Linked DNA regions of Sus scrofa: region 1 is linked to region 2. The links are chromatin contacts, called in public Hi-C maps. All regions are on one chromosome and are shown on one strand. The core of a region is the stretch at or near the end of the contact, and the rest is flanking DNA. Distances in the headings are between cores, read along the strand shown. Region 1 has its middle 16 kb from the start of FGFBP3. Region 2 has its middle 49 kb from the start of TNKS2.

The links. A called contact is a pair of places that touch in the nucleus more often than the background predicts.
Region 1: a Hi-C map of liver shows a contact between it and region 2, with 6 times the contacts expected there. The contact joins two enhancer-like sites. A contact is called at or near these places in 2 of 5 promoter capture datasets (fetal liver and skeletal muscle) and 1 of 47 Hi-C or Micro-C datasets (liver).

What each region holds. Positions count from the first base shown.
Region 1 is chr14:103,499,045-103,504,009 of Sscrofa11.1, reverse strand. No RefSeq gene overlaps it. Among named protein-coding and RNA genes, the nearest start is that of FGFBP3, 16 kb to the left of the region's middle. Within about 2 kb of position 2,464, at least 1 of the 83 cell types and tissues checked has an H3K27ac peak or open chromatin away from gene starts, as enhancers often do. A contact at or near this core is called in liver, where this site is marked.
Region 2 is chr14:103,345,040-103,350,219 of Sscrofa11.1, reverse strand. No RefSeq gene overlaps it. Among named protein-coding and RNA genes, the nearest start is that of TNKS2, 49 kb to the left of the region's middle. Within about 2 kb of position 3,324, at least 4 of the 83 cell types and tissues checked have an H3K27ac peak or open chromatin away from gene starts, as enhancers often do. A contact at or near this core is called in liver, where this site is marked.

The DNA of each region.
Region 1 (4,965 bases), core at 1,215-3,714, 150 kb before region 2:
ATTATAACTAAGGAAGTTCAAGTTTTAAAATCAAAATTATTTAAATAAAGCTTAAAATGGTAATTTAATTTTTTGAAATTTCATTAAATCTTATTAAATATTTGTATAAAAATTATTTCCATGAGTTCCCACTGTGGCTCAGTGGTAATGAATCAAACTAGTATCCATGAGGATGCAGGTCTGATTCCTGGCCCAGCTTAGTGGGTTAAGGATCCAGCATTGCCATGAGCTGTGGTGTAGGTCGCAGACACAGCTCAGATCTGGCATTGCTGTGGCTATGTTGTAGGCTGGCAACTGCAGTTCCAATTTGACCCCTGGCCTAGGAACTTCCACCTGCTGCACATGAAGCCCTACAAAAAGCAAAAAAAAAAAAAAAAAAAAAGAAAGAAAAAAAATTCCAATTCTGGCATTTAGTGTCCATTTCTAGTTGCCAGGGTAAGGCACTGCTGTCAAGCTTCATGCATGTTAGATCCAACCCACATATATGCAAACTGAAGAATAATATGAATTGCTTATTACTGAAAAAAATTTTAGTTGGCATGTTAGCATGTATATTGCGAATACTGTACATACATATTCTTCTGGAATCATGAATTGGAACACAGAAGAGAGGCAAGAAAATTGTCTTTTGGTGCTACTGGGAAATATTTAAGAATATAATGGTCAAATATAAGAATTTACTACATTCCTGCTATCTGAGAGGAAGAGCTTGACAAGTTAATTTATATCTTTTTACACCTAAGGGTTTCTGCTGACGAACTTCCTCATACTCTGAAGTAATTCAATCTCCAACATCAGAAGTATTCACACACAGTCTCCTTTTATTTTGAGGACACAGGGCAAAAAATACAGAGAAGAATTCCCCTGAATGCTAAACAATGTTGTCACAAAAGTGATGTTTAAGGTTATAGGTCATGGTATGCTCCCAGGTAGCAGAGGTACTCACATGGTCATTAATCATTTTTTCCTAAATGTGTTTGTGATATGCAGGGCCGTCTCCAAAGTGAGGCTCAATTATGCCTCTTATCTACCTCCTGAGATGGCATTTTATGAGTGAGGAAGCAGGTTCAGAGACATCCAGTGACTTCTTCAAAGATACAGAGCAGAGCTGGAACTTGAACCGAGCTCTATTACTTCACAGCTGTCGCATCATTAGGCCACAGAACTTGAACACCCTCCAGCAATACCTCAGTCCTTCACCTGCTATGAATCCTTAATTCTGCTGAGTCAGAGTGACTTTCTGCTAATCCCACATCCCTTATATGCATCAGCCCTTCCCCCTTACCTAACGCCATCAGTAATTCTGTTAGACAAATGTGCCTAGTCCCTTCCATCTTGGTCTGCACACTTCATGATAGTGGTCTGGTTAACATAAAGATGTGTCCAATGAATATATCTTTATGGGCAAAATGATGAACCCAAAGTCAGTTCATCATGAGGCTTATATTTGTCTACCACAAAATGAGAAAAGCAGGAAAATGTAGTGACTTTTGTTGGAGCTGAATATATCACATTAAGCAATATCCTTTATTCCGAGATGATGTCCCTCCTATCTTTTTGTGGGGGGCGAGGAGGACAATAGGTTTAAAATATCCTTTCTTTTATAAAATGATGGTGCTAGTATTATAGATGATAATTTAAAAAATTGAATGTCCTCACATGGCAAATTAACCAAGTGGCAACATTATGTCTTCCTTCCAAAATGTATTAGGAGGTTGTAATAGTCTTGAGATTCCAGGTATTGAGAGATCACTGGTTTAGGGGATGACTTAACATTCTTGTTCTTAAATTTTTTTTTTTAATTTTTAAATTTAAAAAACGTTACATATTTTTTGGCCACATGTGGAAGTTCCAGGGCCAGGGACTGAACCCATCCATAGCTGTACCCAGAGCCACAGCCGTGACAATACTGGATCCTTAACCTGCTGAGCCATGAGAGAACCCTTGATTTAATAGTCTTCGACTATCAAGAGTGTCACCAGTGGGACTATAGAACACTGTGGCCTCAGTGAGCCAAGAGCTACCTGATATGGACTCTCCAACTATCATTTGCTTAAAATGTTAGCCTTGTGTTCAATACACAGCTCTTGCACATGAGGGTTACTAATTTCTACCAAATGAAAATAGTGACACAGCAAAGTAAGCTGAATGGGTGAAACATCTCCTAACTACACAGGCGCTTTACATGTTGAATAAAAGGAGGGCTCTAAAGGAGTTCCCTGGTAGCTCAGTGGGTTAAGAACCCAGTGTGGTCACTGCTGTGGCTTGGCTTTGGCCCCTGGTCTGGAAATTTCCAAATGCTATGGGTATGGCCAAAAACAATAACAAAAAAGGAGGGTTCTAGACGTGCTAACGTCTCAAAGGTAGTGTGCAGGCTTTACCTTTGTCTGGTACTAGGAGAACATGGACTCTAGGAGTTCCTGCTGTGGCACAACAGGATAGGTGGCATTTCTGGAGCCCTGTATGCAGAGTTGACCCCTGGCCCAGTGCAGTGGGTTTAGGATCTGGCATTGCCAGCTTAGGTTGCAACCATGGCTTGGATCTGATCCCTGGCTGGGAACTCCAAATAACACAGGGCAGCCAAAAAAAAAAAAAAAAAAAAAAAAAAAAGAGAGAGAGAGAAAGAAAAAAAAGAGAAAAGAAAAAGAAAAAAAGAACATGGACTCTAAATTTACATCACCAAGGATCAAGTCCAAGCTTTACATCTTACATATCATACTTCCTAGATAAATTACTTATTCTAAGTTTCAATGTCCTAATCTTTTTTTTTTTTTTTTAATTTTTTCAGCCACACTCACAGCATACCAAATTTCCTGGGCCAGGGGTTGAATCCAAGCCATAGCTGTAGCAACACCAGATCTTTTAATCCATTGTGGTAGGCTGGGCATTGAACCCATGGATCTATAGTGACCCAAGCCACTGCAGTCAGGTTCCTAACCTGATGAAACACAGCAGGAACTACATCAATGTCCTAATTTTTAAATGATGTCAGAGTTCCCACTGAGGTGCAATGGGATCAGAGGGGTCTATAGAGTGCTGGATCACAGATTCCATCCTCAGCCCAGCACAGCAGGTTAAGGATCTGGCATTGCTGCAGCTGAGGCTAAGGTCAAAACTGCAGCTTGGCCTGGGAACCCTATATGCTGCAGCACAGCCAAAAACTAAAACTAAAACTAAATAAAATGGAGGTGACATTAATAGCACTAGTTTTATAAGATTGCTCTGAAATTAGATGAGATATATAAAGAGGATTTAACACAGTGTCTGGCATATAGCAGCATTTATTTTAAACAGACCCGAGAGACAGGCAATAAGGACTACAGGAAAAGAATTCTGAGGTCCAGATATGAGACAAGAAGAATGACAGGACTTGAGGAATTTAAACATGTTTGTTTTTAAAAGTAACCTAAAAAGAGAAAACAGAATAGTTTTATTTGGAGTTGATCAGAGTTGGAGAGCAAGGGAATCATTGGGATCCAAAGGGGAAGCAAGAGAAAATGGAAAGACCAAAAGCCTTTATGGGACACATGGCTCTAGAGAGACCTGGGAAAGGAAGGTTTGTTGCATCAGAGTTGGGTCAGACCCCCAGGGCAGGGAAGCACGTTGGTCTGCATATGAAACCCACAATTTGTGTCAGAAACTTAGCAATAAAGGCTTTCTGTCAAAGGTTGGTTTAAAGATGTGCTAACTAGCCTTGGGGACAAGACAGATCTAGAATAACCACAGTCCACAAATTTAAACTCCAATAATGTGCCAAGGAGCCTAAAAATAATAATAATTATTATATAACAAAATTACCATAAAGTGAAAAAATATAAATAGATGCAATGCATGAAATGTTATTGGATTCTGAATTTTTTAAAAGTTTAGTTAAAAGGCATTTTTTGGAACTGAGAAAATTTAAATATGGCACACACACACATTTTTTTTTTTGGCCACCCCGAGCCATATGGAGATCCTGGGCCATGGATCAGATCCAAGCCGCAGTTGTGGACATATGCTACAGCTGCAGCGACACTGGGTCCTTAACCCACTATGCTGGCTAGGGATCAAACCCGCATCCCAGTGCTCCAGAGATGCTGCCAATCCTGACGTACAACAGCAGGAACTTCTGGCCTATATTTTAAGTGACATTAATTAAGCTGAGTTAATTATCTTAGATGTGGCAGGAGACTTTAAAGCTCCAAAAAAGGCAAGAAATCCTCCACATGAACCAGGTAGAACAAAAGGGAAAAAAGAGAGAGAGAAAAGAATAAGAATGGGACTATCACTCCAGAGAGGGAGCTGTGAAAGAGGAAAGTTACCCACATGCTGGGAAGCCACCTAACTGATCAGCTGAGACAAAGGAACCTCAGAGCCTCAGAGAAAAGTGCAGCAGTTGGACTGAGGAGGGCAAAGTAGAGAGAGGTGCACAGACCATCAGTACCACCTTCTGGGACATCACAGCCTGAGTTGGTCAGAAGGGGGCTGGGTGCTAAGACTCAGGCTCCAGAGGGCCTGCAACTAGGAGCAGCTTGCACTACCTCTCTGCAGGTCCTTGCTACTGTCAAGAGCCCAGTGACCAGTCACTGGCTACCAGGCCCAGTGCTTCCATCTCCCTGGAAGCACATTTAGCAGCTTATCAAGGGGATAACAGCCTGCCCACACTGAAGAAAGAGACAGCAAGCATCCAAACCAAAATCAGCCCTCATGCCAAAAAACTTAGTAAGACCTCACAAAATACCCAAGTGTGCTCTTGCATATAAATAGCCCTCTAAGACTGCAGTAGTTCTTTTCCCTAAACTCACAGAATAACATAAGCAAAATGAAGATGCTCAGGCATCATACCCAGTTAAAAGAACAGGAGAATTCCCCTGAAGGAGCAAACAATGAAAGATACCTCTGCATTCTAACAGATACCAAGTTCAAAAAGGAGATAGTGAAGGAGTTCCCAATGTGGCTCAGTGGTAATGAACCCAACCAGGA
Region 2 (5,180 bases), core at 2,075-4,574:
TGGAAAATATGCCCATGTTCAATATAGAGTAAAGTTGTTCACAAAATTATGATACTGCAATGAAATAATAAGCGGGTCCTAAAAATCAGGTTTTTTGGGGATGAACTTTTTTTTTTGGCTACACCTGTAGCACATGGAAGTTCCCAGGCTAGGGGTCAAATTGGAGCTGCAGCTGCTGGTCTACACCACAGCCACAGCAATGATGGATCTGAGCAGTGTCTGTGACCTACACCACAGCTCACGACAAGGCCAGATCCTTAACCCACTGAATGGGGCCAGGGATCGAACCTGCATCCTCATGGATACTAGTCAGGTTTGTTACCACTGAGCCACAACGAGAACTCTGGGGATGAACTTTTAATGATTCAGAAAATGGTAATTATCTAATTTTTCAAGTAAAAATGATATGCAAAACAGGCAGTTTATAAAATTTTATATGCAACAAGTGGCCAATTTTGGATCCACTGCTTACTTTCAACAAAAGAATTTCAGCTGGGGAAATGAACCAAAGTGATTTGGGAAATGGAAACCCCCCCATTTTCTGGTAAGAATTTGGCCAAGATCATGTATGTTTTCCACTTAATAGGAAACTTTATAAAAATATCTAGTTTCTGGGTTCTGGGCATATGGTTTGCTAAGATAGCCTATATTGATTTTCTTCCTTACTCCAAACATACATAAATGCAGGACAAAATGTTGCAACTCAAAATTTAAATGCCTGAGCTCAAAGTAAAGAACAGAAATTCCCTGGGAGCAGTGAGGGGATGTGGAGGTAGATGGGTAACTTTGTGATCTGACACCACAATGGCTCAGAAAGATATTGGTCTGGAAATAGACTAAAGGGCCTAGTAACTGGGGATTATATATATATATATATTTTTTTTTTCTTTTTTCTTTTTTCTTAGGGCCGCACCCACAGCATATGGAGGTTCCCCGGCTAGGGATTGAATTGGAGCTACAGCTCCCAGCCTACACCACAGCCACAGCAACATGGGATCCGAGCCATGTCTGCGACCTACACCACAGCTCACGGCAACACCAGATCCTTAACCCACTGAGCGAGGCTGGAGATCAAACCTGCGTCCTCATGGATCCTAGTCAGATTTGTTTCTGCTGCTCCATAATGGGAACTCTGGGATTTAATATTTATGTTCATTTGAAGATAGAGTTGTGGTCTTAGGCTTTGGTAGGAGAGGGAACTAGATCTGTGAGCTCTCCTTAGCGACAGAACATTTCAAGAGCGGCACCTTTAGTCAAATGGGACTAGAAACAGTTTGCCCATCTTGGGACGTGATCTAAAACATTTCTCTGCCTTTGAGAAATTAGAGACCCAGGCTTGCAACTTGTGTGGGCGGAGTTCAAATTTATATTTACCTAAGTAGTCCCAGAATTTTCCATCCAAGAGAGAACAGAAAAGAGGTACCTTTTTTCTACAACTATGAAATTTGTAGAAGCAAATACCAAACTTCTTTGCAGCAGCACTTCTGTAACAGGGCACGTAGGATTTCCACAGACATCTCCCCACCCCCCAAAAATCCCTGCTGAAAATGTGCTCATGGTAAAAAACACAAACCCGTAAGGAAGAAATACTCCATGAGGAAGAGTTAATTGAGCGAATAAGAGAATTGGTATTATATTTGAGATCAATAAGCTGAAAGTCCTATAAAAAGTGTGTTTAAAATTATAAAATAGATAATAGAGGTAATATAAGTCAAAACAAAAGCATAGGACAAGATGAAAAAACCTTTTTAGATCTGAAAATGATTCCTTGGAGCAGTTTAAATATTTAAAAACTTTCTGATCTTAAGGGTAACAACACAGATGACTTCACAATAATTGAAGATCATACTCTGGCTTGGCTTGCTAGGAATTGGGGTGGACTTACGTTGCACCAGCCATTTATAGATATTTTTTCTTGGCTTTATGTAACCAACACCACCATGGTAGATGGGAGGATTGGTCAAGACTGAGGAAGAAAAGGGCTGTTACAAAAACAGAATGGTTACTCCTTTGTCCTTAATCTCTTCATGATTATTTTAAAACTAGTTGGACTAAATAGCCATAAAAGTGGCATTGAAGTTACTTATTTAGTGCAGCAGTAACTTCCATCAAAATAGTTTATAAACTTAGCAACTCTACAGAGATAGAAAATTTGAGTTACAAAGTCCAGAGATGTGAACCACGGGCTGTGTATGTGTGTGTGCACATTCAGCTGGCAAATTTATTTGTTTGTTTGTTTTGTTTTTGTCTCTTTAGGGTCGTGCCTGCGGCATATGGAGGTTCCCAGGCTAGGGGTCAAATCGGAGCTATAGCTGCTGGCCTAAACCACAGTCACAGCAATGCCAGATCTGAGCCATGTCTTCAACCTACACCACAGCTCACTGCAACGCCAGATCCTTAACCCACTGAGCAGGGCCAGGGATTGAACCCACATCCTCACGGATTCTGGTTTGTTAATGCCTGAGCTACAGCAGGAACTCCTGGCAAATGTGTTTTATGAATGTCAATTAATAAAACAATTCCTGAATTAACTATCTATAACTAAAAACTGGGAGATTTCACATAAATGTGTGGATTTCCAGCTTTATTTGAAAAGCTGGCTCTTCTGGCCATACTGAGGATGGGTAATTTTGGTTGGCAACAGTGACCTGGAACTAAGTAGCAGTGGCACCTTCTCCAGTTCTATTCCGACCCTTCCATTTCCTATGAAGTCTCTAGCACTGTAGACAAGTATCAGAGCTGTTTACTATCCCCCTTGAAGTATATGGGTTTTATGATTCAGATCACGTGCTGTTCTTTGCCCTGTCTACAAGGATACTGGGAATCAGGACAAGTTACATGATTAGAAGCTGGGGTCAAGCTGAGCCCAGCAGCACTGGTGTTGCTATATGACAATCTGACCTTCCCTAAGTCTTCAAACATTAAGCCAACCTCACCTCCTTCCCTCCTTCGTCCAGACACATTCATTGAGCAACTATGCTGTACTTGGTACAGGGACCAAAACATGCAAAGCTCACTTTAAGAAACTCAAGATTTAATAAGGCAGATAAAACAGTGATGGATGGAGAGTGAGAAGATTATGGTTATCTCTATGCTTCTGGGTGGGGTTTCCAGATTTAGCAAATAAAAATATAGAAGCCTGTTAAGTTTGGTTTCCGATAATGATGTATATTTGGGACATACTTATACTGAAAACTATTTACTGTTAAATTCAGATTTAACTAGGCATTCTTATTTTATCTGGCAACTCTAATTCTAGGGCACTGAGACTTTGTCTAGTCAGCGACAGAACTGACTGTACACATTTCTCCTGGAAAGAGAACACAAGAGATAGTAGCCTTTTCCTTTTAGAGATTTCTGGTTGAGTCAAACTTCTGAGCAATGTTTGGCCTGCCTGATGAAATCCAAACATAGAAGTTGGTCATCTTAAAATCTACCAGAAAAATACCAGGAAAATTGTTACTTGTCCTAAAGTATAAAACTTTAGGGGATGCAGCATAAAAACTACCAGCAGAATATATGGAACCATAACACTTGTTTTTTCCAACAAAGCACAAGTCTACCAATACTGGGGAAAACTGTTCTGAGTCAAAATTAAGGGTATATCTGTGTAGTCTGAACATGAAAAAAGGAGGGGAAACGATATACTATGAAATTGTAACTGTAGGAAACATGAATTTCACACAAAGCAGACTTCCAGACAAAGATTATTGTTACTTATAAACAGGGACATTTTCTAATGATGAGTTAACTCACCAGCAAGGCACAGAAATCCTAACTATGCAAGGATACACATGATAGAGCTTTTAAATACATGAGGCAAAAACAGAGTTAAAGAACCAGACAAATCCACAGTTATCATGGATGATTTTAACATCTTGTTTTCATAAATTGACGGAATAAGATTAAGACACCACAAAAATCAGTAAAGAAAGAGAAGGGAAAGTTGGCGGGGCCTGCACCCCCTTCATCCACGCCCATCACTCTTGTTGCTGTGTGCCCTGCTTTCTCCTGGGTTCTTGCGAACAATTTTTTGAAATGTCCTTCCGTCACCCTTCTATATAGCAAAAATTTGTGGAATCAGCGAAATAAATTATGAAACATGAAAAACCCTAAGGGTGTATCTTCTGTTCTGGAAGAGTCACGTGATTAAAGCTTAAACATGTTTAGTTGAAAGCATCTAAGGACAGGAAATTTGTAAGGAATGTATTGGTGAAGTGATGGGTGAAATCAAATTTAGAAGGCAATATATGTTTGTGAGACATCCCCTAACGCCACAAAATATCATAGCTACCTCAAAGGATAGCAATCATAAAAATACCCACTTCTTATTGATACTATGTTATAGGCTCTGCGGCAAGCGTTTTATGTCCCTGATTCCATCTAAATCTTCAACCCTGCGAAGGAGCTTCCATTGCTCCTTCCAGAGACATGAAGAGATTGAGGGCAGTTCTCAGAGCAGAGAGATCTTTGCATAGTAAGTGGTGAACTTGGTCTTGAACCCAGACTTGGGTGTCCTCCTCTGCATTCTGGGTCTTATCTACTTGACTGTGCCAGTGATTCCATCACATTAGTGGGAGAACACACCAACAAAGTTGTAGGTGAAGTCCTTCCAGGCATTGAAGAGAGTCGCTATTTTTGATGCTGTTAACATCTATGGATTCCTTTGTGAGCAACTACTTATCTTTCCAGAAGAAACTGGATGAGAGCACATTGACTGCAATGAATTTAAGGTCCTCAAAAGGTACAGCCTGTATGTTAACAAGGCTGTTTAATCTCTAATTCTTTAACTCTTTGGATTTAAATAATTGAAAATTTTATTTTAGGAATACAAACAAAACCCACCACTCATTAAGACATTACGTTCTTTTGGTTATGTCCTTTCTCAGGGAACTTGCCCTCATTTTAAAGCTTCTTTTCTTGGCTGCACATTAAGGGTGAGGAAGTGTTCTGCTAGCAAAGCTCCTTTCCTTTTTCCCAATGATGTCTTGGACCATCCTGATGCTTCATTAGGTTGAACTCAAAGGAACCTCTGAAGGACAAGTGTAAAAAAGGGTAACCCACTTTGAAAACCTCTGGTATAGTCTATCTTCCAAGAATTATCTCACTGTGAAAAATCACAAAGTAAGAACAAACAAGCAAAAAAAAAAAAGAAGTGAGGATTTTTCTAAAACACTTAT